Regions from separate parts of the Gossypium hirsutum genome. Here region 2 is linked to region 1. Evidence: chromatin contacts called from public Hi-C data. All regions are on one chromosome and are shown on one strand. Each heading gives the region's core, a stretch centred on a gene start, on an enhancer-like site or on the middle of the called end of the contact. The rest is flanking DNA. Distances are from core to core; before and after follow the strand shown.

Evidence for each region. Hi-C and Micro-C count contacts between places; a contact is called where the count stands out from the background.
Region 2: a contact with region 1 is called in a Hi-C map of fibers, with 2.1 times the contacts expected there. The contact joins the promoter of LOC107897671 here to the promoter of LOC107897670 in region 1. A contact is called at or near these places in 5 of 34 Hi-C or Micro-C datasets (anther, fibers, hypocotyl and 1 more).

What each region holds. Positions count from the first base shown.
Region 1 is chrD06:54,335,565-54,338,768 of Gossypium_hirsutum_v2.1, forward strand. LOC107897670 (ubiquitin-conjugating enzyme E2 34) reads right to left here and starts at 1,559. Exons shown (of 10, transcript XM_016823193.2): 1 at 1,186-1,559; 2 at 461-607; 3 at 1-2. The coding sequence starts at 517.
Region 2 is chrD06:54,482,017-54,485,606 of Gossypium_hirsutum_v2.1, forward strand. It overlaps LOC107897671 (proteasome subunit alpha type-5), which reads left to right and starts at 1,580. Exons shown (of 10, transcript XM_041095519.1): 1 at 1,580-1,680; 2 at 1,846-1,896; 3 at 1,982-2,063; 4 at 2,234-2,314; 5 at 2,946-3,059; 6 at 3,139-3,240. The coding sequence starts at 1,883.

The DNA.
Region 1 (3,204 bases), core at 309-2,808:
TCCTACAAGGTCATAGAATAACTGTTAAAATTATCAAAAAATAGAATTAAGTTATAATAAAACCAACAACTTCTTATTCTAGCATCAATTTTCTAATATTTTCAATTTATTAGTGAATTGAGTGAAAAGAAATCCAAAAATTTATTTGTCAATGGTTATGTAAGTTTAACAGAATGCTGAATTGTAGACTGATAAACTACTAAAACAGACAATAATTCCAATCTGTCCACTCCTGATGCAAGTCATACACATGGTACCATAGGCATAAAATTTTCCTTGAATCAAAAGAAGAGTTATAAACCACACAGATACATAAATACTAAAAAACTACACTGAAATGAAAGGATAACTAGATAATATTAATGATTCAAGAACAGCTAAGCATATCCATCACCAATTCATATAAAAAGCATGAGTAACAATAAAAGGAACTGGATGAAATACAAGGATAAAACCATACCTTACAAAGTGCTCTATATTCTTTCTGAAGGCGCTTAACACACGATTTCTCCGCCATTCCTCTGAAACCTAAAAGTGGTCTGGGCCACAAGAAAATAAAACCCCAACCCCTGTTTCGTTTCTTCAACTTTCAAATTATAATTATTCACTGACCCAAGAAAAAAAAGAAAGAGTAAAATAAGAACAAACAGTTAAATGCAAGACAGCAATACGATAAATTCCACAAACATTTGCCTAAAATCCTCTACCTAAAGATCCATATAAGCAGACAAATTAGCTGATTAAAAGAAAACTTATCCAATGAATTTATCGACTAATCAAAGACCTAAAAACTCCAAAAATAAATTTACGTACTCGTAACCAAGAATCATGAGAATAACTCAACAAAAGTAACATCCTTTTTTCTTAGATTACTTTATTAACAGCTGATTTAATAATAAAACAAAGATTACCTTAAGGAATTGCCAAAATCATTGCAAAACAATTAACAAATAAATTGCTAAATCTGTTTAGACTGATATAGATTGAATTATAAATTTTGATGATCAATTAATTAAATTTAAACTCAACGTCTTATCTAGGAATCACCCTTTTTAAACAAAATGAAAATGGAGATCGGACTTTTATTACTGAAATTCAAAGACGATAAGTTCAAAAATATCCCAAAATCGAGGGGAAAAAAGAAACTAAAGCGAAAATTGAATTTTAAAAAGAGAGAGAAATTACCTGGGGATCGAGGCAGATAAAAGAAGCTGAAACTATAACTAAAAGAAAGACGAAAGAGAGGAAAGGAAAGATCTAACAGAGAGCGAAAGCGAGAGAGGAGGATTCTTTAGACGCTGAGGATTTGTTTGTTACGCTTTAAGTGATAGTACTGTAGCGTACTACTAATGCTGCCGCTGCTCCGTCCTTTCCTTTCCTTTCTCCAGTTATCGTCTCTCCTTCGAGATCGACTTGCCGGAGGATTTTGCTTTTGCTGCTTTCTTGAAATGACATTATCAGCCTTCTTCAAATCATTTCATTTTCTAATATGTGGAAATAATTAATGGTTAATTTGGTAATATCAGATGCTTGTTTCCTTTTTGAATAACATTTGTTTTAGCACGGATGAGAGTTTGACAACTGTATTTTAAAAAGAAAAACTAAGTTCAGAATTTTCAAAAAAAAAAAAAAAAACCAAAGAAGTACTAAAAAAAACCTTAATTGAAAATTACAATTAATTGAGTCAAAATTAGACGTGAAAATTGCTGATTTGACGTAGAAAAATGTTAGTACATGAGTTTGGTTTTTAATTATTTTATAGGATTTAATTGATTTTTAATTATTTAAGCTTAAAAATTGTAAAATATTATAATAAATGTAGAAATTTATAAAACCTACAACAAAATAAATGGTAAATGATATATTCTCATCGACTTTACATGATAGATAGAAAAGTAACGTAATCACGAGTCATTTGTTTTGAACAAATGATTTAATTACTTTATGTTATGATTAACTTTTTCATGAAGAAAAATATAATGGTTGTCATGAGATAAAATAGATTATATTGGGAGAATAAATTTTATCCCAAAAAGATCAATGATGTCCTATGTAGTTAACACATATATTATAAGGTCATTGGACAAGCAGTTGATAAGTAGTTTTCGTAATTGTATATAATATGGAGAGCTCGATTCATAGTACTTTAGTGGAATGACTTCATGGCTAAATAATGTCATAATCAATACACAATGACTCGAAACTTAATTACAAATTATTTGTACTCAAATTATATATATGTTCAATCGATCCCTCTGCTAGCTTGATATAATCTTGATGGTTTGCATTTTGATCGATGAGATAAACTGTAACCCTTCACCATTCCAACAAATAGTATGAATGGGAAATGTTATCGGAAACTTTCTTAGCTTGTTTGAAAATTTTCTTCTAATAAAACATTATTAGGAATGTTATAAAAAAATCATTTTACCAATAAAGGCTCATTTCCAACTTTATTTATGGAAATGGGTCACTTTTTTCATTATTTATTGAAATGGGTCGACAACACCAAAACGCGTCCACGTAGGAGCGTTTTAGGGGGAAATTCCAGCAAAACGCGAGCCTAAAAGAGCGATTTTGTCGTGTCAGCACAAAACGCGCTGACGTAGACGTGCTTTGCTGACGTGACAAAATCGATCTCTCAGGGACGCATTTTAGCATGTGTTTTTCTAGGGTTAGGGCTATTTGCATGTTTAGTGCCTAAAGTTTGTGGGTTTAGGGTTTTATGGTTGTAGTGTTAGTGTTTTGTTAAAATAATTTAGGGTCTTATTTATTTAGGGTTTAAGAATTTTAAAAAATAAATCAAGATTTAGATTTTTTTAAAAATTAATTAAATTAGAGTTTAAGAGTTTTTAAGAAAATTATTTAAATTAGGGTTTAGTTTTTTTAAAAATAATTTTTGTGTTTGGCTTTTAGGGGTTTTGTAAGAGGTTTTAGGTTAAGGGTTTAGAAAAAATTATATTGACAAGAAAGATTTTTTGAGAAAAATTAAGGTTTTGTGTTTTTTCTACACTAGTTTCAGAAAAATTAATTTTGAGAAGACGGTTCTGAAAAGATAATGTCAAAAACGCTTCAAGCAGGATACAGTGTCAGCAAAATTACTAAAAAAAGCCCCCACGTGGATGCTTTTTTTCTATAGTAGTTCCTGAAAAAAATAATTTTAAGAAGACGGTTCTGAAAAAATAGTGTAAAAAATGCTTCAAG
Region 2 (3,590 bases), core at 330-2,829, 150 kb after region 1:
CTTCATTTATGGGATGGGTGAGTCCCTAAGAGAGGTCGTGGTTATGGGTGGATTACTGGTAGTAATCCTACCATTTTTATCAGTAAGGTGGAACGAGAATGGGTTCGCCCAAGTGGCAAGGTCTGTTGTAAGTCAGCACAATACGGAAATGTCAACGAGTTATTTGGGACTATGGTATGGAAAGAGGGAGTCCTCCAAGGACTGGTCTAACCAAGTCCACCAAGGAAGGTATGTTCTAAGAATCCTTGGACGAGAAGATGAAAAATCTACTATAAAGGTTCATAATGGGAAGTCGACGTACAACCAAGTTAGTTTAAGGCCAATGAACACCCCATGTGGGGGGAAGTGTAAGGGAGGAAAGACGAGAAGTAAGGATAGGTTTTGCTGATATGGCGAAGTATCTAGGATACGGTCGAGTGGAGAGTCTGACTAGATGAAGGTATTATAGTGAGTTGAGTGGCTTGGAGGATCGAGTGAAGTTTGCCACCTTGATAAAGAACAATCGCCTTGAACGAGTAGGGAAAAAACTCACTAAGATTATTTGAACTTACAGTAGTGTGGCTGACGTTCGTAGGACTTGCGAGGATGATTGAGGACTTTTAGGAGAGATCAAGCTAGATAAAGTAGAGATCGATGATCGTTGTTGATTCAAGGTCATGCACATAAGAAAGAGTACCATTGGAGGCTTCGCCTTAGGATTAGTTATGTAGTAGCCAGATAACATCTACAGTATCTGGGTAATAGGATAGTTAGCCTCTGATAAGAGTTGTAAGAGTTTCAATGTAAACAAATAGTTTGATTAGAAACAAAAATTTGAGTGACTAAACATTCAGTGGCTTAAGGTCTTGTTGTAAGAATTATTGTTAGTTTTGTTTTTAGTCTGTTTTATAGTAGTTAAGTCAGCAAAAATTAAGAATAGGTGAATCCGATCCATTTGTGACGCTCCTTACCTAGACCCGACAAACGGGTTGAGTTAGGGGTGGTACAATTGTAACTCTCGCTTGTAAGCCTGTACACCAAGTTTCTTAACTCCTCATGTTTCATGAGTTGAATTGATATGGTCAATTAGGATAAAATCTCTCATTTTCCCTGATTCTAATCATGTACATGACTGATAAGCATAAACATGCATTAAAATAACCAATTTAAGTGAGCAACAATGCATAACATCACGACAAATTCATAATTTCATCACATCATCATTTGTTAAGCTCAAAAATACCAAAAAGGGTGAATTGAGATATTTAAAACTTTAAGGGTCTTACAAACTTTTTAAAATAAAGGAGAAAAGGTAAAAAAAACTCATACAATTGATTTATAATAGTTCGGCCAAAAATGCCTACCTCTACTTACTTTTTTCAATTCACTATAAATTGTTAACTTTAAAATTTACCAATTCGCTACTAAGATGGAAAATTTTCTCTAAATTTTATGGTTTAATTCAACATCATTTAAATATTATAATATTAATAAATTTTAACTTCATTTAAATATATATTTTTTACTTTATAATATAATACTTAAAATGATTTTTTATTTCCCAAAATACTTTTTAATAGTAATTTGAGAAGCCCAGCCCAGGAAAGCGTCGATATTCACTATGCTACGGCGTGATGCGGCGACGTTTTAACAGCCTGCCTTGTTTTGCTTTGCAAGAGCAAACAAAGGCCAGAACCGAAGGTATTTTTTTTCTACGAAAAATACCAGCATCGCTAAGCTTTCTCGTTGCTGAATCTCTCCCTTTGTCACAAGTAAACCATCTCTCAGTTATTCTTTTCGAGTTAAGTTACTTCCCAGAAATAAACTATTTTTTCCTTTTTTTTTTCTTTTTTTTTTCTATTTTAGGTTTTGGTAGATCTAATAAGATCAAGTCGATCCAAACATGTTTCTCACCAGGTACCAAATCAAAGCATATTTATTACTGCTAAACTTTAATTATTTTTTTTTTTTCCTTTTAAATGTTTGGTTGTTGGCCTTGTAGAACTGAGTATGACCGTGGAGTGAACACATTTTCTCCGGAAGGGAGATTGTTCCAGGTGGAATATGCTATTGAGGCCATCAAGGTAAAACCTTTTTCTGTTTATTTCCTTTGAAAATCACCCAACTTAAGAGTTTTCTCTAGGAAAATATTTTTTTCTCAGATTAGCATATTTATCCCTTTTGGGTGTATTTTAATGTAAATGGCTTCTTCTTTTTCTTTTCTTTTTTTTTGGGGGGGGGGATTGAACTGCAGCTGGGTTCAACTGCAATTGGGTTGAAGACAAAAGAAGGTGTCGTTCTGGCTGTTGAGAAGCGTATTACTTCACCACTGTTGGTATGCACTGCACTCTTATTTCATTTAATGTTATTATGGTTACTTGTATAGTTAGATTTACTTGTTTGCAATCGAGCAAAAACTAAAAAGGCTTTCTGCTTTGCTTTAATTGTCTTGTTTGCTTAACTGTGGTATTAGAGGATTCCTTTTTTTTTTCTTCTTTTTTTTAAGATGTGAACTTCTAGGGTCTTGAGGAGTCTCTTCTAACAAATAAGTCTTCACTCTTCAGTTACATACAAGTGAGTGTTGGTTGATTTTCATGACTCTAGAATTGAAGATCAGCGTGTGCCATCAGAGTTGTCAGTTGCTTATTCCTCCTGTATTCCCACTCTATTGTTGGCCCCCATATTGTGCTAACAGCTCCATGTGATTTAATGTCTAAGCCATGTTCGGTACTATATTCAACTAGCATCCGCCTCCTTTTTTTTTTCTCAGTATACTACCATACCCCCTAGAGTTCCTTTTCCTGTCACTTGTTTACTTTGATTAAATGCTTGTGCACTTGAAGCTGCACCCTTGTAAAAAGCTACCACAAGTCTAGCTCATGGAATGTGTCACATATATTAGATTCTACGGAATGTAGATGGTTGCCATTTCTTTCAGGCCTAATAGGTACTGGATCCTCTTTCAGGAACCCAGCAGCGTTGAGAAGATTATGGAAATTGATGAGCATATAGGATGTGCTATGAGTGGGTTGATTGCTGATGCCCGTACACTTGTTGAACATGCACGAGTTGAGACTCAGGTATGGTACTTACTAGTGCCATTACACTTTGATATGAAGTCATGTGACTTTTATATTGATATCTGTTACATTCACACAGAACCACAGATTCTCATATGGTGAGCCAATGACAGTAGAATCCACAACACAAGCTCTTTGTGATCTGGCCCTTCGATTTGGTGAAGGAGATGAAGAATCGATGGTACACCTTAATATCTTTTCTGTCTAGTTGTAGCTACTTTAATTTCTTTGTCAGTGATGCTTTTTACTCATCTTGATAAGCAGTAAAGGGGGTGCATACCAAGTATGATTATGTAGTTGTGCATTAACATAGTGTTTGGTTCATCGGAATAGAATAGAGGGGGGGGGGGGAATAAAATTGCTATGTGGTGGTAATAGAATAGAGTCGGAATATGTATTGCTTGGTTTGGTTGATTAAATGGAATGAGGAATGCCATTACTTAATTTGGTTGGTCAAAATGATGTTATGGAATAAGCAAAAAATAGCTTAAAAAAAAGATTTTTTGTCCTTAATATAAATAAGAATGTTTT